2 separate regions of the Sus scrofa genome follow, and region 1 is linked to region 2. A link is a contact called in public HiChIP or PLAC-seq data. All regions are on one chromosome and are shown on one strand. Each heading gives the region's core, a stretch centred on a gene start, on an enhancer-like site or on the middle of the called end of the contact. The rest is flanking DNA. Distances are from core to core; before and after follow the strand shown. Region 1 overlaps RNF145 (RING finger protein 145). Region 2 holds the start of UBLCP1 (ubiquitin-like domain-containing CTD phosphatase 1).

Region 1 (3,418 bases), core at 454-2,953, 110 kb after region 2:
GACCTTAATGACATTACCCAAATATAAGTTAAATTTCCAGGCAGAATTATCTTCTGGATTGAAAAAAAGTGGACCTCAGAAATTATTAAAGATCTGATAAAATATTTCCATTTTATTTCTAAAGTAAGTTTTTAATTTAGTCCCTCAAGTTCTAATTTATTGTTATTTTCAACATTATTGCTCACCCATAAATAAAGGAAAAACAGGTCAGGTGTATTTTATATTCACTCCTGAACAAACATATGCACACACAAATACATGTACTCTCAAGCATATACTGTCAATCAGGAGTCAGCAACTTCTGAAAAGTGGTGTGCCAAGATTCTGACTCTTCCCTCTGGTCTTTCCAGGGTGGGGAAAAGGTGTCCATTCACTTAATGTAGCCGAGGAGCACGTGTGCATACCTGTGGGTTGAGGGCTATCTAAGAGGGGTGCAGCTTCTGTGTGGAAGTGGGTGGGTGGAGTGGGAGAGATGGCAGAGGCGACCAGTTGGTGTACATTGCAGTTGGTCTGCCTGGCATCTTTGGCGTATGCACCCTGGATAGCTGATGATTGTCTTCTGTCATGAAAGAATTGAAAAATAGTAATTGTATCAGCTTGGAAATATAACAGTAATAAAAAGTAGACCTAGAGTTTAGTCATCAGTCACTTGTGCAGGAGGGTGACCTTGAGTGTAGCAGCTTTTACAGCTAAACTGTACAGTTGAAAGTACAGGCAGAAATTTTGGGCGACTGTGCAAACGCTTCCTTTGAAATCACTCTCGAAGAATGTGGGCTAGTGGAATAAAACTATGGGTAGTATCAGTGAATATACGGGGGAGGTACTGCCCCAAGGCTGCTTTCCAGTGTAGATGGTGAGAGTGAGAGTGTGTGTGTGTGTGTGTGTGTGTGTGTGTGTGTGTGTGTGTGTGAAGGCTGTCTAGAATAAGAGTTTTTCCTAGGAGTAAGATTCAACTGCCACATTTTGATCATTGTTAGAATCATACTTTTAGGTACTAGCAAAGTAATGGTTTCTAGGTGGGGAGATTGAGAAGCGATGTAGTTATTACCCTCCCAGGTTAAGGGGCATTGTCTTCCTTCTGGCTCCTTTGTGCTCAGTAGTCTTGTTGTATGCAGACAAAGCACAACAAAGATAGATTTGGGGCACATCAACTTCAGCAGCTAATGTATAAATATACCATCTCTGGGGTTTGAGAGGCCTCTTTTTGTATTTCCTGTTGTCACATCACTTTTTTTGAGGTGTCTGAACTACCTGCTGATACCACACAGAAAATTAAAGTCAAGTTGCTTAACTTCCCAGCTGGCTGCTTTTCCTTGGATGGCTTTCTGCTTAAAAGTTGACTCCCAGGTGTTACCAGTTCTTGGCAAGGAATTTCTGCTATAGCCACAACTCCTTGTTCTAGGACTTTAAACAAAATTAATGGTTGATCTACCAAATGTATGTTCTTACACTTTAAACTTCATGTCCTCAGTCCTCCCTCCCCAAATATATTTTATGCAAGTGCTATTAATGCAAAGTATACCACTTCTTATTTCAGTGGTTATTAAACTTGAGTGTGTGATAAAGTCACATGGGTGGCTTGCCGTACCTATGGACTTGTGAATGCCATCTTCAGAAAGCCAGATCAGTAGGTCTGGGGTGGCCCCAGAACATGCATGGTTAGCAAGCACTCCGGGTGGTTCTGATGCAAGTTGAGAAACACTGGTTTATGCCATATCGTGAAAACTGGGATGTACATTCTCCCTAACGAAATTGCCACTTCCTTGCCAATACCCTGGTGTATGTGGCTGATTTGTCTCCTTGCCGATGATCTCATCATGGAATAATCTGTTGAGCTGTGTTGAAGCAAAACTGTGGAAAAAGTCCTGTCTTCATCACATTTTCTGAGATTGTAATTACACTTGCACTGTGCTGATGGAGACCTGGTAATCATACTGCCACAGTTGTGTAAGCCTTGTGTTTCACACTGAGGCAGAACCCAGTTAAGAAGCTCCTTCCTTCCTCATTTTTGGTTTTTATTTCTTTTAAAAAATTGCTTAGCCAGTGGTTCTTGCATTATTTGTGTAAAGGTGTCTCTGATGGCAAGAAGATTATTACTGAAGTATAAAATAGGTCTTATTCTAAGATTTGTGTTACATATTTTCTCTGGAGCATTTATGGCAAAGAAGTGTTGGAAGTAGAATTTGAATGTAGCAGAGGTTTTATAATAGACGTTTATGAGGTGTCTTTTTCCCCCCTTGTAGGACATGAAATCTGCAGTGATCACACCTTGCAGTCATTTCTTCCATGCAGGCTGTCTCAAAAAATGGCTGTATGTCCAGGAGACCTGCCCTCTGTGCCACTGCCACCTCAAAAACTCCTCGCAGCTGCCAGGCTTAGGGTCTGAGCCAGTTCCACAGCCTCCTGCTGGAGCAGAGCAAAATGTGCCTGAGGAAGGTACTGAACCCCCAAGCCAAGAGCGTTCTGAGGACACAAGGGTGCAAGAAGACTCTAAGGACAATGAAGAGTGCGTTGCCAGAAGATTAGACGGCCAGGAAGGGGCTTGTGATCCCAGGGAAAATCCTCTTAGTGCAAAAGATGAAGCGCATCCTGTTGAGGGCAGTCTGGAAGAAAAGGAGCAGGAGTGATGCTTTGCTTCTCTGGAGACATTAGCTCACAATGGCATTCGTGCTCAGATTTGAGGAATGAATGTATGAGGTGATAGATAGGAGATTTGACATTCCAAGGATCTAATCCAAGAAGTTCTCTCAGTGGAGACCTCCTGCTTTCATCCCTTTGACATTGTGGAAGAAATTTTGCTACGTGTGCTAATCAAAGTGTTTATACATCCTATGCTGATGTTTGGTAGAGGTTTGCCAAGGAAATTCAACCTTAGCAACTTCAGAAACTGCCCCTGATTTGTGCGGGATAAACAAAATCAGATTTGAGTGTCTAAAAGGGGCTAAAGAAAGAAGGATGAGGAGCTTGAGCCAGAGCATGGAGGAAGCAGGCAGAAGTGAAACTGACCTCTCACTTTCTATGGGACAGGAACGCTTTTTTACAAAGTATGAGTAGTGACCAGCCCTTTTCTCCACCCCCTTTCCCTCAGTTAATTGGAACTCAGCCAGGTGGTTATTTGTACAGCACTGAAATGAAATCAAAGATGTAAAAGCATTGATCATATTCAAAGATTGAAGCACGCTCATACTTCGTATGTGCTTTGGGGGAGGGGGTGGGTGGGCACTTGGGCCTTGCGGGTGCATTCATGTAATCTGACTCTTGAGCTTTATGATGGAGTCTTCAATATTTTGATGTATATGAAACTTTTGTTAATACATTGTATACTGTGTTGGCCGTGTGAAGTAAACTAAAACTCTGATGAACACTTTGGAATCTTCCTTAGTGTAGGAGACCAAAGTGGGAAGGGCTTTAGGGCACT
Region 2 (3,250 bases), core at 180-2,679:
TGGGGGTGGCAATCAAATGCAAAGGAGTAAGCAAGAAGCACTCCTTTACGGTGTACCTCTCAACAGTTAAGAATGGCTGTTTGGGTAAATTCTCCTAACAAACATACAGTGGTAACTTTCTCTAGTCAAGGCAGGAATTTTTACTTGACAAGAATACTGTTAGGGCATGAGGTAACAGCCGTGACAGCACTATGTAGACTGTAAAAAGCAATATGAATGGCGGTGATGATAGAAAAGTAACATGCTCAACAAATTAATTGAATCATCTCATTTAATCTTCACAATCTAAACTGACAACTAGTGTCTTCGTTACGCAGATCAGAAAACCGAAAAAGGAGAAAAACAACTTGCCAGAGACCATACAACTAAAAAGTAGCAAAGGTTGTTAACTTGAAAATAACAGCAGCAAAAGTTAACACCTTAGGAATTGAGATAAGGGAGTTAACTTTTCAACTTGCCTACTTAAAAGGTAACTATTAAAGTACTGTCAACTCCCAACTCGAGACAGCACAGCAGCAGCAACTGCGAGGGAGTGGAGAGGCAAGAGCTTCGGGAAGTAACTGGTGGGACAGCATAAAAAGGAGGTAGAGGAGTTCCCGCTGTGACACAACAGGATTAGCGCCTTGGTAGCGCTGGGGCGCAGGTTCTATTCCCGGTCCGACCCAGTGGGTTGGGGATCCCGAGTTGCGGTAGCTGAGGCTTAGGTCATGTCGGTGGCTCGGATATGTCGCCGGGCGGCCCAAAAAAGGGAGCGGGGGAGTAGAGATGCCCCCAGCCGAAGAGGGCCAGGATGCGTTCCACAGGTAGGAGAAGAGATGGGCAAACCCCAGAAGAGAAACGAGGGAGAAATGAGGTTTGGGGACGCAAAACCCACTGAGTCCTCCACACAGTCGAGGAGGCCGGATGCGAGGGCGGCAGCCCTAGTGCTGAGCCGGCGGAGGTTGGAGGCCTGGGCCGCGAACCAGGGCAGACGCGGACGGGGCACCCACAAGCAGCTCCAGCCTGCACGCCGGGCGGAAGCAGAGGAGACGTCAAGGGGACAGCAAAGCTGCGGTCCCCTAGCCCAACGGTGTCTCCGCGGCCAGCGCGCCGCTACACTCCTCTTCCCCTCACCTGGAACAGCGGACGCAGGATCCCCGGCAACAGCGGACGCAGGATCCGACCGCAGCGGAACCCCAGACGACCGGAAGTGAGAGGCGAGGACCGGAACCGGTTAACGAACCGGAAGTTAGGCTTTTAAACGGAAGCGCGCGGGGGACGGGAGTGCTGTTTCCCTTGTTTCTCTTTGGGTAGTGATGCTGCATAGCCCCTGCTTCATAGAGACGTCGTCGCCGAGACTAGGGGACCAGGCCTTTACGAGAGTGTGGCCGCTGTGCAGATGCCTGCGATCCCACGGCGGTGGCGGCCCTCACCTGTTCTGCGCATGCGTCCCACTCGCGGGCTCTGAGGCGGGCGGAGGTTGGAGGGCTGGGCTATGACGTCTCTGGTATTGTTTCGCCGAAGTCGGAGCTGGGACGGAGTCGCTTCGCCGGCTTCCCCGGTTATTCTTGAGATCTTCGCGGGACTCAAGCCTAGGACTCCTGTGGCTTTGTTATGTTCCGAATGAGGTCTGAAAGGTGACGTTTGAGGACTGTAAACTTGAGAACTCTTCCTGGCCCCCGGGGCCACCAACACCAGTAATTCTACCCATTTTTCCCAATGTAAAGGGAAACAGATTCCTCAAGAAAGGGAAGGGGCAAGCCCAAGTCTTGGAAGACAAGAAAGCAAATCTGATTTTGAGAGCTGCCGTCGAGGTTACTGTAGTACTGTATCCACCCGCCCCTTCAATCTTCCCTCAGAATGTTAATTACAAACCTTGACAAAAGAATTCCAGACTTCAGTGGATTTTTGGAGCAGCCCTTAGCTGGTATTTATAGCGAACTCTCAATGTGCATCACTTTATGTTAGGAAAAAAAAATTGCCCACCAGATTGTTGTGGCGCCAAACAAAACTTGGGTTTGAGGAAGGTAAAAATAATATTGGCACCAAGTATGCACCAGTCCTTAAATTACTTGTATATTTCTTTCTTGGCAGCGATTGTAACTGATCCATGATTCCCTTTGGCTGCCGTGGAAAGTAAGCAAAGAGCCAGGTTTTATGTCTTAGCAGTTTTTTAGTTAAGACATGTAAACTACTTTGCGTTTTCCTTTACTTTTGTGGTAATTTTTACTTCACTAGTATGAGTGTGCTCATTTTTAAAAATGAAACATTTTCAGCAAAAAGCATTACCTCTTTCCTCCAAAAAATAGGGAAGGGAAAACCCCACGTTAAAAGAGTTTGTACAAAAGTCATACATTAGCAATCCAGCCAAAGAGATGGTCAAAAGGCGAGGAACTGGACTCCAGAATGAATTATAATCTTTCAATCCAATCTTTTTTTATTTGTTCCAATGCCAAGCAGCTTCTTGACCACTTCATATTTTTGCAGTGGTGGTTAAAGAAGCTTGTTTCCTCTCCCCACCCCCAGGGGACGGGCCCAAGCCTGCCGCTTGTAGAAGTTCCTAGGCGGCAAATCCAACCTTGCCACAACAGAAACCCGTGCTGCTGCCGTGACAACTGAGAAGCTTGTTTTTCTTAATATTACAGTGAGCTAAAACATTTTTAAGGCTTTACTAATTCTAAGCAACAGGATCCATAAGGAGGTTCTTTTTAATCATGGAATAGCTTTGTACAAATGGTCTGATAAGTCTGGTATTACTAAAGTAAATAATTTAATAATTACAAATCATCTAACCAAGTGTTGAACAGTAGTATTTCTCAGAAAATAATGGTAGTGGAGTATTGTAGTCAAATGGTCCATTTAACAGATGATTTTAAGTTATGCCCATATCTCAATTCCTCCAAGTCCATTTATCTTTAGCTAAACATTCATTATATCAAAGATAATGTTGAGAAAACACTTCAAGTCGATTGAAAGCTATCATTTGAAGAAAAGAACTGGACTCTTGGTAACTAGCAATGAATATAAAGTGGACTTTAGGAGTTCCCATTGTGGCTCACTGGAAACAAATCTGACTAGGATCCACGAGGATGAGGGCGAAGCTTCAATCCCTGGCCTCGCTCGGTGAGTTAAGGATCTGGCATTGGCGTGAGTTGTGGTGTAAGTTGCAGACATGTCTCTGATCCTGCATTGCTGTGGCTATGATATAGGCCAGCAGCTACAGCTTTGATTCAACCCCTAGCCTGGGAACCTCTGTGTGCTCAAAGGCAGG

What was found. HiChIP or PLAC-seq counts read pairs in DNA pulled down with a chosen protein or histone mark.
Region 1: a contact with region 2 is called in an H3K27ac HiChIP or PLAC-seq map of alveolar macrophages. The contact joins the enhancer-like site here to the promoter of UBLCP1 in region 2. A contact is called at or near these places in 3 of 5 promoter capture datasets (fetal liver, fetal skeletal muscle and liver), 24 of 47 Hi-C or Micro-C datasets (adipocytes, alveolar macrophages, blood and 15 more) and 2 of 2 datasets of contacts at active chromatin or transcription factors (alveolar macrophages and skeletal muscle).

Annotation. Positions count from the first base shown.
Region 1 is chr16:64,310,263-64,313,680 of Sscrofa11.1, forward strand. It overlaps RNF145 (RING finger protein 145), which reads left to right. Exons shown (of 11, transcript XM_021077056.1): 11 at 2,244-3,418. The coding sequence ends at 2,627. Among named protein-coding and RNA genes, the nearest start is that of EBF1, 46 kb to the right of the region's middle. Within about 2 kb of position 1,704, at least 6 of the 83 cell types and tissues checked have an H3K27ac peak or open chromatin away from gene starts, as enhancers often do. A contact at or near this core is called in alveolar macrophages, where this site is marked.
Region 2 is chr16:64,204,255-64,207,504 of Sscrofa11.1, forward strand. It overlaps UBLCP1 (ubiquitin-like domain-containing CTD phosphatase 1), which reads right to left and starts at 1,430. Exons shown (of 11, transcript XM_003134100.4): 1 at 1,114-1,430.